2 separate regions of the Triticum aestivum genome follow, and region 1 is linked to region 2. A link is a contact called in public HiCAR-type data. All regions are on one chromosome and are shown on one strand. The core of a region is the stretch at or near the end of the contact, and the rest is flanking DNA. Distances in the headings are between cores, read along the strand shown.

Region 1 (4,216 bases), core at 485-2,984, 310 kb after region 2:
CGAACCGGCGCTAAAGCCCGGTTCTGCACTAGTGGCTTTTCGTTGGTCAAGGAGATGTCCGGACTCCCGCATAGCTCCCTCGCGGATGTTGCCTGGATACCGGATTTAGGACAAGCAGACCGGTCCACAGACATTCAGGGGACCCCGTTGGATGACAAAATTTGTTCAGACATATACAAGGGCCTTGAGGGTCCAATTTGGAGACACCCCAAGAGCTTCATGATAACTATTCTAATTCAAAGGGATCATTGGAAATGAGAGACCCTTACCTTTAGCATCCACCACCTAAAGGTAACGGAAGGTGGGCTAATTAACTGGTGATTATATTAGCGAGCACGAAAGACAAACATTGGCTAAACCTAAGCATCATGAGAAAGTGAGGGTGGGCTTATTGGTAATGACATTAGTGGCCAAAGACATATATTAGCCAAACCGAAGCATCATGAAAGGCAAAGCTCCGGGTTTTGATATGCTAAAAGGCATTGGGTTTCCTTGCTTTAGTGTTGCTTCCTCCGCAAATTAGGCTCCATCACACCCAACCACGGGATGAATAGGTCCTACAGGAAAGAAATTAAAGGCCACAAGCACCAATGCTTAGATGGAGGAGAAAATTAAAAGACAGAGTTTGGGATCAATGTAGCTAGCACAATAATTCTATAGATCATCACCAGGAGATCATACATTAATTAGGTTAGAGGGAATAAAGCTCAAAACTTTCACTAACAGTAGAGTTATGCTCAAAGTTGAGACAACAAACGCAAAAATATGTGTATGGGCGGAGCGGGTAAAAGTAGAATATGGTTGTACTTAAAAAAAAGATAGCAACTGCGCAAAAGGCGAAAAGAACTCCAGTGTTGTCGTAGTAGTATTACATATGAAACCTCGAGTTTATTTATTTCTCCCATTTTATGTTTAGCGGTGCAGCGGCGGCTTGTTCTGGCCACAGTAGTGGTCATTCGATGATCTCAAAATCTCGATGCAATTCTTTTTATGTCTAAGATGCTTTGTATTGTCGATGAACTTCTATTACATATCTGATCCTTCTCGTAAACAAAACACATAGAAAGCCTTGAGTTAATTTATTTCTCCCATTTATGTTCTTTTTGTAGACAATGTTTGATCTCTTATTGGAAATAAAAATGACTACGGAAGATAAAACCTCTTCTCTCTTTTTTTTTTTGCAGGTAGGAAGATGAAACCTCTAATATTACTCTAACGAGCGTCTTCTAGAACACATGCATTCCAGTTTAATGGGGCCCAAAGTGCGCAACGATGCGAATGCTAAGATCAATGGACATCGCCATCAGTGGTAAAGCAGCGGGCATCCCCTATGCCTGCCCACAAAAGGGATTAAACTAAATACCGTGACGATCAAGTACATGAACACGAGAAATTAGGTTATTCGATCCTTATGAATAACAGGCCAGACGAACAATTAACATCATTGGCTGCTGATCTTTATCAAGTGCCTTGCAAGGAACGCAACAGTTAATCAAAGAAAGTACGGAAGCGAGCGAGCGAGCAAGCAAACCGGCATGGATTGGCTCCTCTTCTTCCAATCCTTTTATTATCCATCCGTTCGAAAGCATGAATGAAAGCAACTGGAGCATCGCCTAGGCGTACCGTGTCCAGTGCCGGTGGCTTTTGGATCCGGCCTCCGGGGTAGGATAAGCATGGCTCCGTCCCTGTCGTTGTGGAGGCCACAGGGGCGAGCACAGGGAGTGGCGGCGCACCAGGATGGGTGGATCCGACGTGGGGGCTGAGGCTCCACGTGTCCGGAGGGGAGTGGGCCGTGGAGGGCGTCCGTGGGGGATCCCACGTGGAGGCATCTGCAACCGTCCAGGGGTGTCGCTGTCCTGGGCCGAGACGGATGGTCGATGGACGGAGCCGAGCCGAGGAGGAAGAGGGTTGCTAATCATCACCATCAACCAGACGATACAAAGCTCATGGAACGATTGATCGAGTGAGTCACGGGTCACCTACATCTACATGCATGCATGGAACCTTAAAAAAGGAAGCGGCCTTTGTTGGCAAATTTGACAATTTTGACCTGGAAACGAAATAAATTCACAGAATGAACTGGATGCGAAACTATTTCACAGAATGAACTGGGTGCAACCAACAAAAAGGTTAGGGGTGTGAAATAGTTTCGCACCCAATTCATTCTGTGAATTTATTTTGTTTCCAGGTCAAAATTGTTAAATTTGCCGCCTTCGTTGGTTGGGAAAGGGTGGCGGCTGGGCTTGGGCTATTATGCATGCATGTGGGTACGATCGATGCATGCATGCAATGCATGGGAGCAAAGCAAGTGTGTGAGTTCGAAGACACTCAAAGAACCAAGCAGCTTGCGGCTTAATGAGCGAGCAAGTTTCGTTCGTGCCTCTTGCACTTACGAGAAACAGTGCTGCTAGTACGTACGGTTTGTTCACAAGGAAACGCCGGAGGACAGGTGTGATCCACCCATCCATTGGCGGCTTAACTGAACAGCAGTTAATCAATGGGTAGTCTGCATGGTACTACTAGTACAATCGCAGAATGGCAGGCGTACTATTAACGTTAGTGCGTGTTTGCATGCAGCACCCCCACTTTGAGTTATCCAATGAGATTTGGAACCTCATCTGCACCCGCCACATGCGTGTTGGGTTGCTGGTGATCTCCCCAGACACCGGGCGATAAGAAAAAGAAGAAAAGCATAGCGCTGCCGTTGCGCAACGACTAGCCGGAGCAGCAGACCGGTGACCTGGCTGGTTTGGTGACGATCAAGATCTATCTATGGGCAACTTAATCGCCGTGCATCTAATCGAACACATCAAATGTCCATGGACATGTCTGTACGTGTCGATACACAGCGGTAGCGGAATCTATCATCCAACCTGGTGCATCAAATGTCCGCCTCAAACCCAGCCTCCTTCATTGGACATGCGTATACAGATCAATAGCAATTTAGCAAATGTATAACAAGATGCAAATATATACCATAACAACTAAAAAGCATCAGATGTTCAACAAGTTCTTACATCCCATCGGTCCCAAATGCTTGTTGCGTCAGCAAGGGTGGGCGCGGTTGCATGGCTGGTTCACACGCTTTGGTGGAGGAGGCACTGGGTGATCGGCCGTGCCAAAGCGTCCTTCCTTTTCTTCTTTTTGCGGCATCCGTTGTGCCTCTCCGTGTTAACCTTGCGGTCAGCCACCACCAATCAGTCCTCCAACTCCGGTGTGATGATGATCGTCTCGATCGGCTCCATGGCGGCGGTGGGCGACGGTGATCGGGACGCGGGGGGGTGGGAAACGGCGAGCTTTCGCGCAGAAAAATGGTGGTGAAAATGTATGCATTCATTCATAACTATCTAGCCCTCGCGTCGCTCCCTCCTCGGGGCGCCACGGGCGGCGGCGCAGTCCCCTTCCACCGCTCCCCCTCCTCACTCCCTCCCCTCGCCGTCGCCGGAGGCCTCCGCCGGGCGAAGCCCGCGCTGACCCGGCGGCGGCCGGACCTCTTCTTTCCGTGCCGTCTCTCGCGAGGGGGAGCTCGCAGCGAAGGGCGACGGATGGCGGGAGGCGTGCGGTGCTGGCGTCGGCTGCGGGCGGCGGATGCGACTCCAGGGCGGCGGCCTCGGTCCGGGCTCTGGCGTGGCTTGGGCATGGACGGTGCGCATGCGCGCGGCCGCACTCGGTTCCGGATGCGTGCGTGGGGAGCAGTTTGACGGCCGGGCGCGGCGACCGGCTGGACGCGGTGGTTGTGCTGCTCTGGAGCGCGGTGTGCGTTGTAGGTGGAGGAGCTGCTCGTCTGCGCTGCTGCTATGTTGGTGCGGCTCCAATCTGGATCTGGTGTGAACTAACTCTTCGATCTGGGTGCAGCACTTCGCGTTGCGGCTTTGGTGGCTGCGGTGGTGGTGGCCGCGGTGGTGTTGCGGTGGTGGACGGTGGCTACGGCCAGGGAGGTGGTGAGTGTATCTGGTCATGGTGGATCGTGGGATCCCGTGGTCGGAGTGAGGTCGGCCTAGGCAGGTGGTGGTTGATGGGCGGCGGTCGGTGGCTGTAGGTGGTCATCTCCGGGAGAAATCCTTGCTCTGGTCCTCTTCGGAGCCGGCGACGGCGGCGCCCGCGGTGTCGTGATCTTTCTTGGAAGCGTCGCCGTGGAGGTGTGCTCCTCCTCCGCACGGCTTTGGCTCCGGAGGGAAACCTCAGATCCGCATGATCGAGCGATGGAGGCGCCTTC
Region 2 (4,022 bases), core at 1,261-3,760:
GTGGTTAAAGACATATATTAGCCAAACCTAAGCATCATGAAAGGCAAAGCTCTGGGTTTTGTTATCCTAAAAGCCTAAAAGGCATGGGGTTTCCTCGCTTTAACGTTGCTTCCTCCTCAAATTAGGCTCCATCACACCCAACCACTGGATGGCTACGCCCTACAAGATGAAATTAAAGGCCACAAGCATCACTGCTTAGATGGAGGAGAAAATTGGAGGTGGAGTTTGGGATCAATGTAGCAACGTCAATAATACTATAGATCATCACCAGGAGACTCTGCATTAATTTAGGTTAGAGGGAATAAAGCTCAAAACTTTCATTAATGCAAAAATATGTCTAGGGGTGGAGTGGGTAGGAAAGTAGAGTATGGTTTACTTAAAATAAAGATTGTAAATGAGCAAAAGGCGAAAAGAACTTCTGCATCCTAAGTAGCATTACATAGGAAACCTCGAGTTTTATTTCTCCCGCTCTTGATATTTTTGCATACAATGTTCGATCTGCTATTACGATACTAAATTGATCGCGAAAGATGGAAGCTCTAATATTGCTCCAACATGCATCTTCTAGAACACACGCGTGGAGCCCAAAGTGCGCAATGATGCGATTATTAAGATCAACGGACATCACCATCGGTGCTAAAGCTCCCATGTCTGCCCACAAAAGGGATTAAACTAGTTACCCTCATGATCAAGTACATGAACACGAGAAATTAAATTATTCGATCCTCGCGAATAACAGGCCAGGCGAGCAATTAACATCATTGGCTGCTGATCTTAATCAAATGCCTTGCAAGGGACGCAACAGTTAAATCAAAGAAAGTACGGAAGCAAACAAGCAAACCGGCTATGGTTCTTCTTCTTCCAATCCGTGGAATCCATCCGTTCGATGCACATTCCCGGTACCTTCCGAAAGAGTACAAGAGGGTCCATCGTTTTTAAAAGGACAAATGAAGGCAATTAGAGCAACACATAAGGCCAACTCCACCGCGCAACCCCAAACGGACGTCCGTTTTGTCCGGATTCTGTCCGTTTGGGTAGGGATTTGGGGTCGTGTCCGGGCGTGTCCTGGGATGCGGTGGCCGTGCGCCCAGCGCACGTACGCATCCCGGCCGCATCCTGTCCGCGTGCATTTTTCTTTCCAAGTCCTTCACTTTTTTTTATCATTCATTTTTGATACATGACAATACATCATCACATTTTGACTAGTAAAGCAAGGCTAAAGAAAATAACAACCATAAGAATACATTTTAGAAGATACCCAACTTCCATAACTGCTCCCTTGAGTTGGGTTAGGGCCTTCTCGATGCATTGATTGTTGATCTGTGGAGGAGGCTCGATGTTGCACCCTCCTTTCTTCTTCAAGCCAGAAGTCGATGTTGCTTCCTCATACCTAGTCTTGTGTCTAGCCTTAGCAACAAGTGCACTTGTCTCATCTACAGCCTCTATGCTAGCTAAAAGTGCACGAACATGTACTAAATTTCGCTCTATCAATATATCGATGTACTCCTCTTCCCAATACCAAAACTTGCATCCATTCTACACAATAAAATTTGAAGTTAGCACAACTAGTCTACTCCGAGAGCACAAACCGAAGCTAAAAAGAGCACATACCCCATCGTTTAAGCACTTGATGAACACCCATCCGGGATGTTCCGGCGTTGTAGACACGCGGCGCACGACCATCCTTGGGCGGTGGTCGCACTTAATGAGTGGCAACGGTACGCCGACGAGCTTTTGGGCATGCACCGAGCCCGGACGGCCGCCATTCGTGTATCTGCCGGCGGACCACCGACGGTGCAGATCTGAGCGGCTAGAGGAGGAGCCACTGCCTGCATGTGGCCTTGCGGCCCTGCCAGGGCCTTCCGGCGAGGTGCCCGGCCAGTCCATGGCGCGGCCCCGCCTCCCACAGCCGGGCGAGCTCAAGACCGACCGGATCCGCCCCCAATCCGGCCGGCGGGTGCGCAAACCAGGTGGCCGTGGTTGGGTAGCTCGGCGGCGCCGAGGGGAAGGGGCTGGGCGAGTGCGCGTCCGAGCTGCACGGCTGCAATGGCAGTGGCGGCGGCGGCGCCGAGGCAAAGAGTGGGGAAGAGTGGAGAAGAGTGGAGTGGGGTGCGGCCGGAGGGAGGGATGGGGGCGGATAGAAAAGGCCCGCCCTGTGCCACCGAGGGGCGGGCCAGGGGAGGACACGCGCAGACGGCCGGCGCGTCCGCGTGGTGTCCGTTTCACCCTAAAAACGGCGCAAACTTGGGCCGGGGATGGGTCGAAAGCGGACACAAAACGGACAAAAGTCCGTTTGCTCCAGCGCGCTGGGCCGCCCGGTTTGTCCCTTTTATCCCAAACGGACGGGGACGGACATGATAGGGTCGCGCGGTGGAGTTGGCCTAAAAGTACTACGTCCCGGACACGGAGGCCTTTTAGATGCGGGCAGGAAGGATAAGCACTTGTCCGTCCCTGTCAACGTGGAGGCCACAGGGTTGAGCACAGGGAACGGCGGCGCAGCAGGATGGGTGGATCCGACGAGGGGATTGGGATGTGGAGGGCGTCCGTGCGGGATCTCACGTGGAGGCATCTGCAGCCGTCCAGGGGCGTCGCTGTCCTCGACCGGGACGGATGGTCGATGGAGCTGAGCTGAACTGAGCTGAGGAGGATTGGAGGAGAGATTAAGAGGGTTGGTGACAAAGCTCATCGGTGGATCGATGGAGTGAGTCACGGACCAGCTACATCTACATGCATGCATGGAACCTTAAAAAAGGAAGCGGCCTTTGTTTGTTGGGGAAAAGTGGCGACTGGGTATTATGCATCCATGTGGGTATGATCGATGCATGCATATGCATGGGAGCAAAGGGGTGATCAGTAACAAAAGTAGTTTTTATTAGAGAAATAGGAGTTAGAAGCATCTTGTAACTGGAAAGCACATGTGTAATCCATGCACCCATTCGGCGGCTTGATTAGCGAGTAATAAGTTTGGTTCGTACTCCAGTACTTACGAGAAACAGTGCTGCTGCTGGTGCAGTTTGTTCCAAGGAAACACAGGAGGACAGGTGTGATCCACCCATCCATTGGCGGCTTATAGCTGACAGCAGTTAATCAATGGGTCTGTTACTGCGTGCTTGCATCCATTGGCGGGCGGGATATATACCCGCAGTTCCGCACACGATCGCAATGATCGAACCAACGGGTAGCCATAGCCCATAGCCAAGCTCGACAATGGATATAGGCGGATATATAAAAGGAGATTCATGCCACTAGATGATGGTGTCTCCTCTCCTCTCCTCACGGGGGCCGTACGTGCGGTGCCGGGGCGGACGTCCAATGGCCGGGGGACAGCGCCAGCGCATAATCCGTCTACAGCGCATCGGCCATCGATAGATACTCCTAGCTTTCCATGCATCATGTCTGTGTCACGGCACTGCACACAGGTACTCCTCCCTCCTCCGTTGGTTCATCGGCCACACGCGTTCACAGAAAGAAACGGCAGAGAGAAGGAGAAGGCTGGCAAGAACAAGTGAAGCAAAGCTAGGCATACATGTCGACCGTCGTGTGCAAATGTGAAATGACGGGTGAAGACGACGGGTCCATGCCACATGTGCGTGTCATCTTTGTGGGCTCGGGCGGGCGTGGAGGGGAGGGAGGTAGAGTACAACGCAACAGCACATCACACGTACGTACACGCCTGTGCACTATGCGTTCCCAAGTTTTACCTCGGTGCCCCTGCGCACCCGTACCGTACGTCGGAGTCCATAGAGAGCGCCCATGTCCAAGTTGAGCGCGTCACCCGGTTCGCACTGCTGCCGGCGGGAACTATATAAAACAGATGCAAAATTAGAGAGAAAACTGAAATAAATTATAATTAATCAAGCGGATTTGCTTCTCTTCGCTCTTGGATTACATATTTCAACGTCAATAACGTTTTACTTTTTCTGAAGAAAATAATATGGTTAGTAGATGGGATTCATTCAGCTCGTGATTAGTTACGCCATGACGTGTCGGTGCGCTGTTGACTTTGCTGGCTTCACACGTTA

What was found. HiCAR-type assays count read pairs that join an accessible place to other places.
Region 1: a contact with region 2 is called in a HiCAR-type map of leaf, with 4 times the contacts expected there. The contact joins two enhancer-like sites. A contact is called at or near these places in 1 of 5 Hi-C or Micro-C datasets (leaf) and 1 of 1 datasets of contacts at active chromatin or transcription factors (leaf).

What each region holds. Positions count from the first base shown.
Region 1 is chr3D:540,701,142-540,705,357 of IWGSC CS RefSeq v2.1, forward strand. No RefSeq gene overlaps it. Among protein-coding and RNA genes, the nearest start is that of LOC123080320, 31 kb to the right of the region's middle. Within about 2 kb of position 1,735, at least 6 of the 8 cell types and tissues checked have an H3K27ac peak or open chromatin away from gene starts, as enhancers often do. A contact at or near this core is called in leaf, where this site is marked.
Region 2 is chr3D:540,388,746-540,392,767 of IWGSC CS RefSeq v2.1, forward strand. No RefSeq gene overlaps it. Among protein-coding and RNA genes, the nearest start is that of LOC123076468, 51 kb to the left of the region's middle. Within about 2 kb of position 2,511, at least 7 of the 8 cell types and tissues checked have an H3K27ac peak or open chromatin away from gene starts, as enhancers often do. A contact at or near this core is called in leaf, where this site is marked.